Regions from separate parts of the Triticum aestivum genome. Here region 1 is linked to region 2. A link is a contact called in public Hi-C data. All regions are on one chromosome and are shown on one strand. The core of a region is the stretch at or near the end of the contact, and the rest is flanking DNA. Distances in the headings are between cores, read along the strand shown. Region 1 holds the start of LOC123103698 (TPR repeat-containing thioredoxin TDX). Region 2 holds the start of LOC123103696 (plant UBX domain-containing protein 2).

Region 1 (3,184 bases), core at 178-2,677, 360 kb after region 2:
AGAACAACACCTAAATATGGTATGTTAAAGATATCACTGCCACATTAATTTGGACAGCTAAATAAAATAGTTTAATATTTTACAAAATACAAAAGGCATTTAATTACTTTCTTTTGCTGTTGTTTTATTTTCCTTTGAGCATTTAAACACTTTATAAAAATATGGTTTCATCACCATAATTACCTATGTATTATTTGGTTCACTCCGAACATTTAAATTTTAATATTTGAAAACTTTTATTGTTTGCTCGATTTTGAATTTGAAATTCGAACTAGGTTCCGAACTAATGCGAGTTTATCCACAGTAACCGAGGTGACATGGCATCATTAGCGGGGATTATCGTAGCTTAATTACCCGGGCGTCACACCTTGGTAGTTAGGCATCGGTGATGATTTTGTGAATCTCAGCGCTCCATGACTTCAGTCTTTTCTGGACGCCATTGACGCATTTGGTAGCCCGCATGAGGTTCAATTAGACCCATGAAATGTAGTTTTAGTTTATTTGCTTGTATGCTTTGCATCAAAATCTCGCCTCCTGTGATGTTTAAAGCATCTCCGGGCCTAATTGAGGAGAAATGCTCGAATCGAGCATTTTCAATGAGTCAGGCCCGAGCGATGCAATGAAGCGCACGTGGATGGCTTTTGCCATGCAAACTAGATGACACATGGTCCATGGGTGTAGCTGGTTGTACTTGGTTATGTTCTCATCAACCTCTTACTTTTTCGCTTAGTCCCTTTTAATCTACAAAGCGGTGCTTCGATTCGAGATAAGCTGTACATGAAAAAGATGCAGGTCGACAATCTGATTTCATTCGAGTGATTGGTTTGTAGTTCCGTTGATTGTATATGTTGAATTTCATGTTTGGAGCCTTTTCAGACAAATCTCGGCAAATTCCTCTGCACATTGTCAATGTTTTCATGTTGCAATGTACTCTCTCCGTTCCTAAATATTTGTCTTTTTAGAGATTTCAAATGGACTAATACATACAGATGTATATAGACATATTTTAGAGTTTAGATTTACTCATTTTGCTCTGTATGTATTCATTTGTTAAAATCTCTAAAAAGATAAATACTCCCTTTGTTCCTAGATATTTGGACTATCACATACGGATGTATATAGACTTATTTTAGAGTGTAGATTCACTCATTTTTCTTCATATGTAGTCACTTGTTGAAATCTTTAGAAAGACAAATATATAGGAACGGAGGGCGTACAATTTTTACTCACCCTTATTTTTTCTTTTGAGAAAAACTCACCCTTCTTTTTTGAGAAAAACTCACCCTTCTTATTTAACTTTTCAGGCACGGGCTTCGGGCCAACCGTGGATGCATGGGTTCTGTCTAAACGGGCCACAACTAGCACTTGCTACTAAAGGGCCCACAAATTAACCTAAAAAAAAGGAAAGGCCCACAACTAGTGTTGGCGAGTAAAGAACTTGCACGGTTGTTGCACCGAACGGCCGTGACCGCGAGACAGACCCGACAGCTCCGACTAAGAACGGCCGGCGGCTAGGGCGAGTCTACCTCGGTCGTTCTACCAAGTCCAAGCTAGGACACGGCGGCCGTCAGGGCTCCAACGAGGAACACCGGCCCTCTCGACCGCGAGGACCTGCTCCGTGCGGCGGCATCGGCTCCTCGTCAAGACAAGGTCAGCGCCTTGCCTCCTCCTCGATCTGCGCTGGTACTTACCCTAGAATTTCCCCGTCCACGGTGTGCAATTTTGAGCAGTATATACATGTGCTCCGACCTAGTTGCGAGCCTTCGTGATGTTTGATTTGGCCGTGCTCAGATTTGGGTACCCCCGTTGCTGATTCAGCTTCATAACATGTGCGTCGTATCTGAATTTCGTTGCGAACGTGCGCTGGTAAAATTCTCTAGCGTTTATTGCGGGCCGATGAAGTAGTTCATTCTGCCTGTGGCTGTAGCATCTGGTAGATTGCAAAAATCTGGGTACTAGGTTCTCCTGGTTGTGGATTCGGTGCGGCGATTTTAGTTTATAGAGTATTGATTCTCCCATGGTTGAGTGAGTTGCGCGCTGCCCTTCCTGAAATTCTGTCATGGTTCTGTTGCCCAATTCAGTTCCAAGCTCCTCTTGCATGAGAAGCAACCACTGTTCATATAAACGCAACTATAAACTATCACTTGCACCAAAGCTACAAACTCCGTGGTTGGTAATTCTGTCATCGATGTTAAAAGCATAATCATGTACAAATATGCAAACCTAATTATACGCGGAAATCCTCTCAGCTCAAATTGAATTGTAACAATCTCCCACGTTGTCAACGTCACCCCTCTTATGCGTGGAAAATATCGCAGCCTATGGTATTTGGGCGATCATGCAAATTTTGCACATCATCTACACATGTATTGCGAGAATCGATTTCGACATGGTTTTATGATGGAAGTATTTCACAAAATATTACTCCCTCCGTTTCTAAATATTAGTCTTTTTAGAGATTCCACTATGTACTACATGCGGAGCAAAATGAGTGAATCTACACTCTAAAATATGTCCATATACATCCGTATGTAGTTTTTAGTGGAATCTCTAAACAGACTTATATTTAGGAACGGAGGGAGTATATGGAAGTATACAGTTTCTCTGAATAAGACTTATGCACAAGACAATCCCTACATAAATACCCATGGCCGATCTGGCAGATAAAAATAATGAGCACAAAAGATACATCTAATCTACATCTCCATGGGACGATGGTCTGGACGATGCGGTGGTGGCCCAGCTGCAGTTTCTCATCGCTCGTTGCCTCTCCAAACCTAGTCTCCTCCACCATCCCTCCCTCTTCTTCTTTGTGGAAACCTCATCAAGTGATCTCGCTCGCTCGGATTCTTTGCTTATCCCGTTGCCACCAAAGTGAGAGGAAGTATCGAAGAAACCATTTTGTTATGGACTTCGACAAAGCCTTTAGTACCCCCGGTCCCCCTCTCCCTTTTTTTTCCGATGAAGTTTATTGGTTCTGTTGTGCTTGACATGCTTCTTGGTCCTGTTCTCAGCCTTGGAGCTAGGTTTCCGGTAATCTTTCTTGGTATCTTCATTGTGTACCGCTGACACCATATTGTTGATGATTTGGGCGTCATTGATGTGCAAGATTATCTTTATTGGTTCTTTATGTTGGATGCAGTTAGTCCTAGTAGTTGGTTTTGTGCAAGTTATTCAAACAAAA
Region 2 (3,185 bases), core at 418-2,917:
GTCCTTTTCCGGAGTGGATACCGCAGCATTTGAAACTGTCGCTCGAGTAACACCTTCAATCATCATGACAGTCCCGGCAACCCGGCCAGCCAAATGGTTGAGCTGTTGCCCACGAACATTCAGTGTGCCGTCCGCCTCGACCAGCCTCTTCCTTGCCCCCCTGTCCACTCTCTCTCCTGTGCCATCTCCCTGGTCCTCCACTTCCATCTGCTGCGATCCAAAGGACGGCACCCCTGCTCCGGGATCAGCTCTCCCCCTACCACCCATCAAGCCTCTTCCACCCCTGCCTCCTCTCTCTCCTCTTCCTGCATCCCTTCCTCTCCCTCTACCACCACCCTCTCCTCTACCCCGTCCCCCTCCGCCCTAGACTACTGGCACCTCCGGCTCCCATAGTAGCCACTCACCCCGGTGGTTAGGCTAACACATACACTAGTGTAACGTGCGTGTTCGATTCCTGAAAGAGGCCTACTTTTCTGCATCTCATTCGTGGGCCGGCCCATGAGGGAATATTCCATTTGCGGCGCTGAAGGTGCTGCGTATGCGAAATCACTAACTAAGAAGTACTTTTTTCAAAAATTAGTCCCATCTCCTCTGATTGCGACATCTGTTTTCCCTTTTTTTATCTGTTTATTCAAAATATTTTATCTTTTAAATCATGCGTCCAAATGTCGAACCACCATTGGATTCCTCGCGTCGACATCTTCAAAACAAGATCTTATGTTGATAGATTTTGACCATTTTTTTCATGAAAAAACCAGATAAAATTTTTTGAACGGAAAAACCGAATTGAGAGCATGTTTTTTCTCTTTCTGAAAGAGGCACGGTCGTGCCTCTCACGTAAGCACAACTGTACCTTTCGCGTAAGCAAAACCATGCCTCTCACGGAAGGAAAAAAACACACAAAACACATTTTTTTTCGTTTTCGAGAGGCACGACCATGCCTCTCATGCAAGCATAACCGTGTCTCTCGCGGAAGGAAAAAATAAAAAACCCGTTTTTTCCCGTTTTCGAGAGGCACGGCCATTTCTCTCGCGAAAGTACAACTGTGCCTCTCGTGAAAGCAAAATAGTGCTTCTCGCGAAAGGAAAAAAACAGAAAACATGTTTTTTTTCGTTTCCGAGAGGCATAACCGTGCCGTGCATCTCGCAGAAGCAAAAGCGTGCCTCTAGCGAAAGGAAAAAATAGATAACGCGTTTTTTCGTTTCCGAGAGGCATAGCCGTGCCTCTCGTGAAAGCAAAATCGTGCCTTTCGCAGAGGCAAAAAGACGTGTTATTTCACACAACTTTTTGGTCCAAATGCTAAGAAAGACCGGTGATAAACAAAAAAAATCTAAAAATACCATTTAAAAAGCCAAAAACGCGTGATTTTTTTTTAAAAAATCCTAAAGGAGGGCCCATAGCACGACGCGTGGCGGCGGTTGAGACCGTGCCTGACGCGTTCTTAACTCACCCAAATAATCATTGGAAGACTCTCGAAGAAGCGCTCGCCAACTAGTTGCTCTCCTGCGTAGGAGCACCCTTGCTTGATCGGCTGCCATTTCATAACTCAGGCTGCATGGGTGGCCACACAGTATAGCCGCCCCGATGGGCCATGGTGGCTGGCCCTCTGCACGAAGTGATCGTTACTTGCTTGCCTTTGCGGCCCGGCCCACTCGGCGAAGATGCCTTGGCAGCGAAGTACCATACCATTCCCGGATGCCGGCTTCATTTCCCAGCTGGATCTCCACCTCCGTAGTTCTTCCTTCTTTATCAATTTGCGCCCGTCGCGTTGCTTCTTCCCCTCGAACGAACCCCGCGGAGGCAACCAAGTCTACTCCCCGTCCACGCCAATCCTCCACCTCCTCCGCCGCCTGCACCTCGTCGCCGCCGGCCTCCATGATGAAGGACAAGATGAAGGATCTCATGAAGAAGGTCACCTCCTCCTCCGCCCCGTCCTTCAAGGGCCCCTCCCACGTCCTCGGCTCCGGCCCTCCCCCCTCCGCCTCCGCCTCCTCCTCCCGCCCCTCAAACCCTAACCCTAACCCCAGGCCCGCCCCCAAGCAGCAGCCCCCGCGCCCATCCGCCCCCTCCGAATTCACCCCCTTCACCGCCGTCATCTCCTCCTCCTCCTCCCGCCGCCTAGATGCCAACGGCGGCGACACCGTCGCGTGCCCCAGCTGCGGCGACGCCTTCTCCTCCGAGCACGCCGTCTCGGAGCACCTCGACGGCTGCCTCGCGTCGGCCGGCGGCGCCCGCGCCCGCGCGGCCACGTACCTCTCCGGCAACCCGCCCGCTGCGGCCGTCGAGGTCGTGAAGAAGCTTCTCGGCAACCTGCTCAAGGAGCCCGGCAACGACAAGTACAGGAGGGTCAGGCTCGGTAACCCTAGGATCAAGGAGGCCGTGGCGGACAGGGAGGGCGGGCTTGAGCTCCTCGAGGCGGTCGGGTTCACGATCGGGGATGAGAGCGGGGAGCTCTTTGCCGTGATGGACGAGACTCCTGCGGAAGCGAGGCTTAGCGGGATCAGGCAGGCTGTGCTCCTACTTGAGAGGTCCCATCCTTCGGCACCGCTACCGACGCTGTCCGGGTCTGAGTCCAAAGAGAGCTGCCGCAGCGGAGTCGATGAGCAAAAGGAGGTTAACAAGATTGTTGATCGTCAGGTGAGCAGGCGTCTAATTCAATGTACTCCATCAATTGGTTATGTGAATGATCATATTTTGGTCAATGAATTGAACTGCATGGATAGTTTGGTTTGTCCACACTCTGATATTCTGGGTATGCTCATGCAACATCTTTACTCGTGAGAAATAGATTTTGTTTGAACTTGGTGATGAGTAAAAATGACTGAATATTGATGTTCTTACACCAATAGATCATAAAAATGTGGTGCCATTTCTGTGAGGTCAGTGCATAAATTCTGCGGTCATGTTCATATATAGGTATGTCTTAACAATGTGGTGCCATTTCCATGAGATATTGTGGAATCCCAGAAAACTTGCAGTCTATATTACTCCACAGTTTTGATAAAGCACATTTAGACGTGCCCTAGACAAGTTGGAGGTCAGAATGCAGGAAACTAAGTAGTTTGTAAAATGTGATACTTCCTTTTGCTGAACACTTCTATATTCATGTTTGAGTTTTGGCCTGTCTTTTATATTGTCGTGCACTTCTACATTCATGTTTGAGCTTTAGCCTGTCTTTTATATTG

What was found. Hi-C and Micro-C count contacts between places; a contact is called where the count stands out from the background.
Region 1: a Hi-C map of leaf shows a contact between it and region 2, with 6 times the contacts expected there. The contact joins the promoter of LOC123103698 here to the promoter of LOC123103696 in region 2. A contact is called at or near these places in 3 of 5 Hi-C or Micro-C datasets (all in leaf) and 1 of 1 datasets of contacts at active chromatin or transcription factors (leaf).

Annotation. Positions count from the first base shown.
Region 1 is chr5A:414,916,287-414,919,470 of IWGSC CS RefSeq v2.1, forward strand. LOC123103698 (TPR repeat-containing thioredoxin TDX) reads left to right here and starts at 1,428. Exons shown (of 9, transcript XM_044525364.1): 1 at 1,428-1,650.
Region 2 is chr5A:414,554,551-414,557,735 of IWGSC CS RefSeq v2.1, forward strand. LOC123103696 (plant UBX domain-containing protein 2) reads left to right here and starts at 1,668. Exons shown (of 3, transcript XM_044525362.1): 1 at 1,668-2,637. The coding sequence starts at 1,696.